Linked DNA regions of Gossypium hirsutum: regions 1 and 2 are each linked to region 3. The links are chromatin contacts, called in public Hi-C maps. All regions are on one chromosome and are shown on one strand. Each heading gives the region's core, a stretch centred on a gene start, on an enhancer-like site or on the middle of the called end of the contact. The rest is flanking DNA. Distances are from core to core; before and after follow the strand shown. Region 1 holds the start of LOC107891980. Region 2 holds the start of LOC107891983 (PR5-like receptor kinase). Region 3 holds the start of LOC107891978.

Region 1 (4,002 bases), core at 1,070-3,569, 350 kb after region 3:
TATTGCCTTTTGTTTTAGAAATTCTTATTTCGAGATAATAAAATGTCATGACCAGTAAGTTAGGACCCGACATTTTTGAATTCCCGAGAATAAGCTTTTATTTGAAATTTGTGAATTTATTGCGAAATGAATACTTGGCTTTCTAAATTCATCGAAAAATAATCGCAATCCAGTTAGTTAAGACACGATCTTTCTCAAGAATCATAAATGCCAAATATTTTGAAAATTTGTAAAATATGACGATTTTAATGCTTTGACGCAACAAAAATATATATTTTCTAAAAGGCATGTGAAAAAGTTAATATATAACATGAAACAAATACTTTAATTTAAATTATATATGTATATTCTAAAATGTGTGTGTATTCATATATATATATATATATATGTGTGTAAAAAATGAAGAACAATATATAAAACATATATGGAAATATACGTAAACACATATTTATAGAAGTAAAAGAAAATGAAACTAAAATATAAAAGTATATATATATGTATATAGAAGTTAAGAAATAAAATAAAAAAATGTATAAAATATATATAGGTATACATATACTACATAAAAAGATGCATATATATATTATAAAAAAAACCATTCGAGTATATTATATAAAAACATGCATATATATATTATATAAAAAAAAACAATGCGTGTATGAATATAGAAATAATGATAATAACCATGATAATAAATAATGGTATAATGATAACAACATAAAAATAAAAATAAAAAAGCTAAAAATGGACCAAGTTGAACTTAAAAAACAAAAAATGGGGTAGATTTCGAAAATAAATAAAAAAGGACAAACTTGAATGTACGAACAACAATAGGGGACTAAAAGGGAAAATAATCCCGCCCCCAAAACGCTGCGCCGCAATGGAGACTATTTTGAAACAAAAATAAGATGTGCGGCCACATTTAGAAGAAACAAAAACTGATTTAAAAAAACGATTTTAAAAATTAAAGGACCAAATTCGGAAATGGACCATTCAGGCTAGAACGCGCGGACCCTATTTGCGGGTCGGGTCAACGCGCGGGTCTGGGCATTAAAACGGCGCCGTTTTTTTCTTAGTTTTAATTAAACAAAACAAAGCAAAAAAAAATCATTTTATTCTTTTTTTAAAACCATGGCACTGCTAGGGTTTCTTCTTAACCCATTTTGCGCCGCCGTTCGCCTGTGCCAATGCTCCGATCGCGACGGAGATGGCAACAATCCGGCAACTTCGACGAAAAAGGTAAGATCTCTTCTCTCCTTTCTTTATATTTTGAGCAAACAAATGATCTAAAAAAATGACGAACATTAAACGAAGATAGAACGAAAAAATCACCTTTATTCAAAGAACAATTTTTTGTATCTCTCCTTTAATTTTTTTCTCTGTATATCTTAGTATCTCCCCCCCCCTTTCACTGATCTTTCACGGCTTTAAATAGCCGAAATGGAAAAGAAAAAAATGAACAAAATCAAAAGAAATTATTCTGTTTTTTGTTGTTGTTTTGTTCCCTTTTCTTCGTTGTATTGTTTGCGTTTGTTGCTGCAGGTACTGCTGGCGTACGGAGCGCGCTTGCGGAGGGGTGGTGAGCAGGGTGATGCGGCGCTGGGGCAAAAGCTGTTAGGGTTCTTTTTTTTTTGGGTTAAGGCTGATATGGGCTTGGGTAAATTGGGCCTTAGATAGGTTTAGGCCTACTATTACAAAAACTGAACTGACTGCCTGCTTTGTTTTGTGCGGGCCCGGGCCAATTTGGCCTGTTACAGTGATGATAGAGAGGTGGAGACATCGTATGGTTGAAATAAATTTGGAGGCAGATTCAGATTTTTGTTTAGAATGTGTTGTTGGGAATGAGTACAAAGGTGAGCCAATTTTGGAATGTAGCATTTTCTTCACATTTCAGTTATCAATTTATGAACACAAGCTTTCCCAACTCAATTACGAAATCTAAATCTTTTTGGCAAATTTGTATCCAACAAGTACATCAATGCCTCCACTCCACTCCAACATGACAACATCACTCACTTCCAACACAAACTTTCCCATTCATCTAACACAAACCTTGTCTATTTTCACTTTCTTTCCGCAAAAATTGTTGTAAAATTTCATATTTGTTAAAAATTTATTTTTCTATTATTATTTACATCTATTAATCATATTAATTTTTTATATAAATTATCTCTTTTTATTATATTATTAAATGGGTGTCAAAAGCTAACCAAACCAATTAATTAAATTAAGAATAGATGGAACAATTAAAAATTTTTGAATTGGATTTAATTTAATATGAATATTTAATTCTGATGTTATAATTTCTAAAAAAAAGGAATGTCTATTTTTTTTTTATAACATTGACGGCATAATTTATGGGCTGAGTAGCCAAACTTTTCCCGCAATATTCAAAACACCACAAATACAAAAGAAACTAAATTAAGAATAGAAAGAAAATTTCATATTCATACAATGATGCTTCTCCCATTCCAATCCATTCTTCATTTCGATTCCCTCAATCCTTCCCGCTCCGACCCTGTACCCGAATTCCCATATTCATTTCGCCGCAGGAGGACCCGGTCGCCTGCTCTTACCAAAGCTGCATTCAAGAGAAACGTAGACTACAAGAATGATAAGGAGAAGAAGCCAAATATCTGTACTGCTGACGAGCTTCACTACGTTCATGTAGACAAATCGGAATGGAAGGTGGCTCTTTGGAGATACCTTCCTTCTCCACAGGCACCAACCAGGAATCATCCATTGATGCTTTTGTCAGGCGTAGGAACCAATGCTATTGCTTACGATCTTTCCCCTGAGGTTAGCGTTTTCTTTCTTCTCATTGCATTGCATGCAACTAATATCACGAGGTTTTTTGTTTTTCTTACTGAGATTATGATTCTTAAAGCTAAGACCTTGTCTGGGTTCGTTTTTGTTTCTCTCGTTGAATTATTTCTGTTGGTGAACCCTTGATGGGTTTGTAATTTTCTAAACCTCATAGCTTTTATGGGTTTCTTTTTGTTATTAATTTTTTAGCTTTTAATTGTATTTCTCGGTGTTCTTAACTTTTCTTCCATTGGATTGTGGTTTCGTAGCTTATGGCTTTGTGGGGTTATGCTTGTTCTGTTTATAGAGTTTCTTCCATTGGATTGTCATTTCTAGGCTTTTAGCTTTCTTGGGGTTCTTGTTTTTAAGTCTATTGATGATGCAAATTCATGTTCAGTCCTCGTTCGCACGCTTCATGTGCGGTCAAGGATATGATACCTGGATTCTTGAACTCAGAGGTGCTGGATTGAGTACACAAGGAATGGATTTTGGACAATATAAAGACCCTTTAGATTCTATTTCTCAGAGGAAAGATTTTTATGGTAAGGGTACAGATTATAAGAGTTTTTCAGAAACAGAAAAAAGATATGCTTTTTCCAGTCAAATTACGGATTTAGTTGAAAAGCTTGTAAATATAATTGAAGAAGCTGAAAGATCATCTCCAGTACGTTCTTTTGATATGCAAAACAGCATTTCTACAGCACTAAAAGATATGCAGAAACAACTTGATCTTATTTCCAAGTATGATTGGGACTTTGACAACTACCTAGAAGAAGACGTCCCTGCTGCGGTGAGGTGCCATCCCTTATGCGATGCGTACACCAGCTGGCAATTCGTAAGCCATGACAACTAACTTGAGTATTGTTAAACTAAAATTTTTATCTTAGATGGAATACATAAAGGATAAGAGTGAACCAAAGGATGGCAAGTTACTTGCAATTGGTCATTCTATGCGCGGTATCTTGCTATATGCGATGCTATCACGATGTGGTAAGATTCTGTAAAAACTTGCTTGTTCATCTACATTTATGACCTATGTAAAACCTATTACTGCATATCCTTTTGGCTATTACCTTTTTCGTATTGCAAAACAGTTTGCTATATTAACACATAACTGCATGTTTAATTTCTCTGTTCTGTTATGATTAGAATTTATTTAGCATTTTGAAGCTAAGACCAACTTGAATTTCATTTCCT
Region 2 (4,156 bases), core at 330-2,829, 420 kb after region 3:
AAAACCAAATGTAACTTATTGTTCAGAATAAAATGTAATTGTACTCGCAAATTATTCTCATTGAAGGAGTAACTAGTTGGTTTACAAATTTGTAGCTTTTCATTCACTACTGGTTTTAGTTTTTAAACTTGTAAAAGTAAATAATTGAAAACATAAGTAAGTTGGTAAACTAATTATAACATGCGTAAGTGTAAAGCAGCCAAGAAACAAACAAGACAGTTGAAGTAGAAGGGCATGTACCTGTTTGGGTGCTGGGTTTGGGGGTGTCATAACACTCTGTTTGAGGTGGTGTACTAACATTCTTCAGTCTACAACTTCTTCCTTGTGCTTCACATTCAAGGCACAAGGGTTTGGACCATTGTAAGCGAATACCAAATTCAAAATATCGAGGAACTGCTGAGATGTCAACAAATTTGGTGCAATTGACGAGGTTAAAGTTGTTGCGAGTATCGGAAGGTAAAGCTATAATTGGACAGGCATCGACTCCATAGCTATCTTTGTCTGACTTTTCTGAACAATTGAACAAGGTAATGTTTTGTAGTTGTTCGAAGAATATGAACGGGGATGCTGATAAATTGAGAGAAGGAAGCTGCTGATAGAGGCAAGTCTCACCATCCGGACCAGATACGTCAATTGTCTGTTTTTCGTAATCTATATACTGGACCGCCATCTTCACTGACCGTGGCAGGTGGAGCATGGTCTGTTTATTTTGGGAGCAGGAGAGTTGGAAGCCAGGATCAGGGTAGCCACAGCGCTGGTCTTTTAACCAGAAGGGAAATCGGACAGGTGGGCCGTAGCGTTTGCAGTTTGTGACCTTGCATTTTTCAGAATCTAGTGCTGCTACACCACCTTCATCCACCATCAACATGAAGGCAACAAGGAGAAGGAACATCATCCCTGTTAACTTGGGGTAGGATAAGCTTAGAAAAGCAAAGAGATGTGGTTTGTGGTTTTAGCATTTATTATTGCATGCAGATATCTAAGAAAATTCCAAGCTGCCTGCTTGCCTACCTTTGGATTGGACTGTTTCAAACTGCATACGCGTAAAAAGTAATATATGCCTCAGATCCAGTAAAAAATAATATATGCCTCAGATCCAGTTCAGTTCAATTAATCAAACTACAAAGCACTATAGATGAAAAACCTACAAAGCCAAAAAGAATGGATAAAATTCACTCAGCTGATCAACTCTGAAATGGAAAGGGTATAAGACAGGTGAAATTAGTAGATATCCAAAAAAGCAAAAAGCAAAATGAGGAATGTGGAAGTCAGAGTCAACCAATTTAATTTCAGGTATTAATTGAAGGAAAGAAATTAAACCAAAGACTTGATGCGGTTGGCATGACTGGGCTTTTGTAGTCCTAGTGCTTGGAAAATTCCAAGCTCTCTTGGCCTGATATATTGACTTATATGAACTGCAAACGCGTACACGTACAGCTATACGCTCCCATTGCAATCAAACAAAGCGACCAACATCTTCACTAAACTGTAAACTTCTTTTGGGCAAGTGATTGGGAGGATTTACGTTTATCATCTTCTCGTCATTCTTCTTCTTCTTTTGGCTTATTAAATTCTAACATGTTAACAAAAGTTGCAGCAACATTAGGCTTGCTTTCCCTTGCTGCTTTCTCATTTTTTGAAGCTGTTAATGGTGCAAGACGACTCACAAGTGTAGGCTGTAACCCCTCTTCCTGCGGAAATTTAACCAACATCAGGTTCCCTTTCAGATTAAAAGCCGACCCTCCCCAGTGTGGCCATCCTTCCTATGAACTGATTTGCCAAAATAACCGCACCTTTTTGAGCAACAATTTGGGTTTCTACGTTGCAGGCATCTTTTATGATGGCTCTGGAACAATTCGATTGGTGGATCAGAGTCTGGACGCTAAACAATGCTCCATTCTTCCTAAATCCCCTGTATGCCGAGAAGTTACTGATTTTATCTATTTTGTGAGTTGCCGAGCACCCATGGCCTCTTCTCTCTACGTCGACGCCGCTCCTTGCGCGAACGCCTCCTCTCCCTACCCTTACTTTTATGCTTTATTTAGCGCCGACTCGCTGAACGCCACTGGTTTTGATGAGTCTTGCACCGTGGAAATCCAGGTGCCGAGACCCGTTCGGTTGCAGTCTTCTAACATCAGCGCTCTGCGTCGTCTATCTATTTTCGATATTCACCGGGAGCTTCTCATGGGTTATGACGTGCCATGGGCATGCGCATACACGCCCCGTTCCAGCAACAACATCACACTTGCCAAAATGTAACACTTCACAACAATCAATCAATTTTATGTTGCCAATGTTGTTGAGGGGAGTCTTTGAAGTGTCCACCATACTTCAATAATTGCTCCTAAAGAAATCGAATTTCTCAACAATGATAAATTTCCTTTTTTACTTTATGGAAAAACGAACATTTTATTTATTGAATTAGTCTTTGAAATGTAGATTATGGCGGTTGAAGTTCATCCTCTACAATTACTTCAATAGCTTTCGAATATTTTTTGCCCACGCCTTTCCATCGCAGGACACTTATATTTATTATTACACTTCAAGTATGCTGCTTTTCAGCCTTCCATTAATTTAGTTTGTTGGAATTCCCTTATTTCTTGCTTTAGAATTACTAATCTTCACTCATTTTCACTTGACAGGGACTCAGGTTGTCTTCCTTATTCTAACAGGTGAGAATCAATTTTACCAACACTTTTTTTTTTTTCTAATTATGCGACCATTAATATAATCAATCATTGGTTTTCATTATATAATTATAACTTGTGGATAAAATACATAATTTTTATTTCTTTAATTTCAATTTCTTTCATGGACCTGACATACAATTTTTTTCTATCATCTATAATAACTTAAAAAGTCATTAATTGAGTTTTTAAAGTCAGTGTGGAATCAACATTACTCTAATTCAGATAAAACAAGAATTTTTTGCCTTTATGCTTTTTATGTTGATGCCTTTGTATTACTGATTTTCTTGTACAGGAGTTGCTATTGCTATTAGAACTTTAATCGGGGTTTCAAGCTTGATTATAGTTGTAGTATTTAAGTTTCGCAGAAGACACTTGTGTGTGGATGATACAATTGAAGAATTTCTTCGAATGCAAAACAAGTTAATGCCCATACGGTATTCTTATTCAGACATAAAGAGAATGACAGAATCTTTTAAAGATAAATTAGGGCAGGGTGGTTTTGGATCTGTATTCAAAGGAAAGCTTCGAAGCGGTCATCTTGTTGCAATAAAGTTGTTAGAATTGTCAAAATCTCAAGGTAAAGATTTTATCAATGAAGTTGCTACCATTGGAAGGATTCATCATGTTAATGTGGTACGACTTGTTGGTTTTTGTGTAGAAGGATCGAAACAAGCTCTTGTTTATGATTTTATGCCAAATAGTTCTTTAGATAAGGTCATATTTTCAAAAGAAAAGGACATCAGTTTGAGTTGGGAAAAAGTATTTGAGATTGCGATCGGAGTGGCTCAAGGAATAGAATACTTGCACCAGGGATGTGATATGCAGATTTTACATTTTGATATCAAACCACATAACATTCTTCTAGATGAAAACTTCACCCCAAAAGTCTCAGATTTTGGTCTTGCAAAATTGCATGCTATAGATAACAGTATAGTGTCTCTCACTGCAGCACGAGGTACTCTCGGATATATTGCTCCAGAATTGTTTTACAAGAACATTGGGAATATCACACATAAGGCTGATGTTTACAGTTTCGGAATGTTGTTAATGGAAATGGCAGGAAGGAGAAGGAATTTGAATGCACAAGCCAGACAATCTAGTGAAATATATTTTCCTTCTTGGATTTATGACCGATTTGATAGAGGGGAGGATTTAGAAGTCGAAGATGCCACTGAGAGCCAAAAGAAAACTGTAAGGAAAATGATCATAGTTGCTTTCTGGTGTATACAAATAAAGCCTGCAGATCGTCCTTCGATGAGTGAGGTTTTGGAAATGCTTGGAGGCGATGTTGAGCTCCTTGAAATACCTCCAAAGCCATTTCTATTATCTATGGAAAGATCATCTGAGGACTTTGAAGATGAGCTCACCACATCAGCCGATGATGCTACTACTATCATGAGCATGGAAGGGGCAGAGTATAATATTCATAGCTCAAATGACTGACTGACTGAGTTAGAGTAAGAATT
Region 3 (3,831 bases), core at 98-2,597:
CCCAACCCAAGTTAAAAGGAATAATTTTCAAGCTTGATGCCATCAACCAAATTACCTTTCCATTTAAAACAAATTTAATATTGCACATTATACTAATAAAAATCATTATCAAACCAAATTTATTAAATTAAGATAACGTGGTAATAGCTCAAAAAAAGCTTTAAACAAATAGTTATTAAAGGAGATGGTGCTGCAATTATTAAGAAACGCCAAAATAATTGAACATGACATACCTAAATATATTAACTCCAACTCTTTTTTGACACATGACCAGATCAGCAAATTTGATGTTTTGACTTTTTTCACTATACCTTTTTACTGAAAGCAATTATTGAATAATTTATGGTTCATTTAATCAAAGGGTGAATCTAACTTAAAAGGTTTGGAATTTGTTTGTTGGAAAGTATAATGCACTGTTAATTCACGTTATTCGGAATGGTTTAGCAGCGGTTAGTAATGTTGGCGAAATCAGGATGATTCACTAATGATGTATTAAAATTTGGTAAGTAAATTTTCTGCATTTTATAAGGGACAGTAATAAAGCTGTTGATTGTCTATTTAAGATAATGGGAGATGGAATTGATCGGATAGTGGTCCTTTTTGATCCACCGTATTATGTGAGATATTTGTTGGAGGAGAATATTCATTGTTCACTGCTAGAAGTAGATGAAATACATTAGCTTCACTCGAATTTTAGGCATTTCTTAAGCTTTATTTTCTACCAAAAAAAGTTTGGAATTTGTTTAATTATTTATCTAAAAATAAAAGAAGGAAGGTTGACTTACCCCGGTATAAAATTTTTAATATTTTAATGATTTAACAGTTGAATTTATCGATATAATTATATTTGTCATACATATAAATTTTCGAATTGATCTAATATCTCTATCATCTCGATCTAAAATACTTTATATATTGATATATATTCAACAGTTAATTTTTTTTATAAAACAAATCGTTAGAAAATTTTAATTTACATCAAATTTGATATACATAATTTATATGAATGAAGTGTTAAATCTAATAATAGAATTATTAAGATATTAATCGTACAAAAAATACAAAAGGATATAAGTGAATCCCTCTCTAAAAAAAATACTATATATGATTATTTTAAATTTGGTATTCATATCTGTTTTTAGGATTCATATTTAAAATTCGTGATTATCCTTCTTAACAATGATGTCGTTTATATGATTTAGAGTACATGTATTATATATTTTTATATACCATCACTAATTTATTATTTATTTTGATACCATCATTGTAGTTATATTTTGATACAAGCAATGAGGCCAAATAAGGAAGAAGTATATTATAGACAAGCAAGTTAGAAGTTACAACTTGTGTTCTAGTTTAATCAAATTTCCATTTATTTTTTATTTGCTGTCATGTTCTTTGCATTATTGTCCTACATTAAATTTCCCAATAAAAAGAAGCCCCCCAAAAGAGTACGCATTCTTCTATTTCTTTATACAGTTAAAAAAATAGCAGGACACTGTCCATGATGTCCTTTATCATCAGTACTTTTCAGTGAGGTTCAAGGGTTTTATTTTCCTTTTTTTTTATATAAAAAAGAACTTGTATTTTTAAATAAAGAATCTAAAATTTAAAATTAAAACTATTTAATAAAATATTTATTGTTCAAAATAATATTTATTATGTAATTAAAATTAAAAATTGAATTTAACCCTTTTTTTACACCCCATGGTATCCGAAATCACATTGAGTTTCGAGCCGACAGTGATTGGTTCAATTGATAAGATTTGGTTCTTACAGGGACTGCCTCCGGATTATATGCTGTCGAGTTATTTTTGGATGCCAGGTTCATATACGATTCTAGTTGAAGTCGGTAACTTAAATAAAAGTTCTAATTGGAATCAATATTCTATACAGTAAATGAGTTTTGCAGTTATATATATAAATAAGCAGAGTTTTTGAGATCTCTGTCAGTAAAATTAGCTTATAGGGCTTGTAGAAGGGAATAGAGATTTGTTTGATAATTGGCAAATAATCGATTGCATTTTCTTGTTTGTGTTACCGGCTAAGGATCCTCAAACCTCGCAGAAGAAGGAAGAAAAAGAAGAATCATGGAACAAGATAAGTTGGATTACGTACTGGTTCCATTGGGACTGCTGCTGCTTTCTCTCTATCATCTATGGCTTCTTTGTACCATTATCAAGCACCCTACAAGGACTGTCATCGGCTTAAATGCCCAGTCTCGTCACCAATGGGTTGTCTCCATGATGTCTGTCAGTCTCTCTCTCTCTCTCTCTCTCTCTTCTGCCATTTGTTATTTAGATTAATTTTGAGTAATGGGTTCTTTTCAAAGTTTTGGAATTTCTGTACCTATGGGATCAAAACCTGTTAGGAACATCATTATATTTGTAGGCTGTAGAGTTCTCAACTTTTATATTGTTCTATGACTTTAGGGAGTGAAGTATTTAACTTTGAAGGTGGCCTGATCTGTTTCGTACAAATATCTTACAATCTTTCAGAATGGAAATAATGTAATAACTGTTTAAGTGTAAATCTACTGTTTTGAGTATCACAAAAGCAAGAATAAACGAAAGACACAGTACTTATTATGCTGGTTTCTCTTTGAATTTGCTTTCTTGTGGCTGATTTGGGGAGAGCTTGATGAGCCAATGACTAGTTAAACTTTTGGTGTATTTCCTTCCTTTTGGCTCAATTGGTTAATTGATGCTTTCAATATACTTGCCACTAGAGGTTGAAAAGTTAATAAAAGTCAGAAGAAATGACGAAGAGTTTAATGACTTGAACAAAAAGGAGCGATTACAAATGGTTTGAGTGGAACACATTCAAGTGTAATCATTCCTTATAGAAGTCACATTCAAGTAGTAAAAGTAACAATATTTCTCGTCAATTGCTAAATGTTGATGCTATAGATGCTGTTGTTTCATCAATAGAAAAATAAATAAATATACTTCTGAGCTGCTTGTGAGATTGCAGAAACAGATAGCTCCCAAATCACGACATGCCTTTTTGTTGTCTCTCTTTTAATGAGCTTAACATGATGATTTGTAGTTCTTTTATTAAAAGAATGTAGCATCCTTCGCTGGTCTGAATTTGATAAATCCAGAACACATTACAATATGGAAACATTTTCTGTTTCCATAGAATGTCACTGTGCTTGTACTAAGCATGATATTGTCGTTGATGTTTCAGGATCCGTTGAAAAATGGTGTTCTAGCAGTACAAACAATACGCAACAACATAATGGCGTCGACACTTTTGGCCACGATAGCAATCACTCTCAGTTCACTGATTAGTGTTTTCGTTAGCAGCAGCTCAGACTCTGGCAACACAAGTTCCGAAATAGTTTTTGGGAACAAGACTCGCCTACTGTCTTCCATCAAGTATTTTTCCATCTTGTTGTGTTTCCTTGTTGCTTTTCTTTGCAATGTGCAGTCTATTAGATACTACGCCCATGTAAGCTTCTTGGTCACGCTCTCTTCACCCATAGACAACATGGAGACTGTTGAGTATGTTGCAAGAAACTTAAACAGAGGAAGTTATTTCTGGTCACTTGGACTGCGAGCCTTCTACTTATCCTTCTCTCTATTGCTATGGATCTTTGGGCCTATACCCATGTTTCTTTGCAGCTGCATGATGTCTTTCCTTCTCTATTTCTTGGACACAACAAGCAGTTTCACACGTCAACTTCATCGCCACTCGTTCAATGAGAATTCGTTGAAAGCTGATGATCTCGAATCTATTAGTCTATTATCGTAAGTGCTTTCGATCCTTTCTTCTAAATTTAAGCAAAGCTATGTGCATTTTCAAGAAGGCTTTGTTTACTGCACATGA

Evidence for each region. Hi-C and Micro-C count contacts between places; a contact is called where the count stands out from the background.
Region 1: a contact with region 3 is called in a Hi-C map of fibers, with 2.2 times the contacts expected there. The contact joins the promoter of LOC107891980 here to the promoter of LOC107891978 in region 3. A contact is called at or near these places in 6 of 34 Hi-C or Micro-C datasets (callus, fibers, leaf and 1 more).
Region 2: a contact with region 3 is called in a Hi-C map of leaf, with 2.0 times the contacts expected there. The contact joins the promoter of LOC107891983 here to the promoter of LOC107891978 in region 3.

What each region holds. Positions count from the first base shown.
Region 1 is chrD09:25,947,403-25,951,404 of Gossypium_hirsutum_v2.1, reverse strand. It overlaps LOC107891980, which reads left to right and starts at 2,319. Exons shown (of 9, transcript XR_005918586.1): 1 at 2,319-2,799; 2 at 3,203-3,595; 3 at 3,693-3,795.
Region 2 is chrD09:25,878,710-25,882,865 of Gossypium_hirsutum_v2.1, reverse strand. It overlaps LOC107891983 (PR5-like receptor kinase), which reads left to right and starts at 1,579. Exons shown (of 5, transcript XM_016816931.2): 1 at 1,579-2,255; 2 at 2,440-2,546; 3 at 2,643-2,672; 4 at 2,983-4,147. The coding sequence starts at 1,579. The coding sequence ends at 4,133. LOC107891984 (rust resistance kinase Lr10) reads right to left here and starts at 1,140. Exons shown (of 5, transcript XM_016816935.2): 1 at 1,012-1,140; 2 at 613-897; 3 at 241-510. The coding sequence starts at 1,039.
Region 3 is chrD09:26,299,777-26,303,607 of Gossypium_hirsutum_v2.1, reverse strand. It overlaps LOC107891978, which reads left to right and starts at 1,347. Exons shown (of 3, transcript XM_016816919.2): 1 at 1,347-2,252; 2 at 3,190-3,752. The coding sequence starts at 2,091.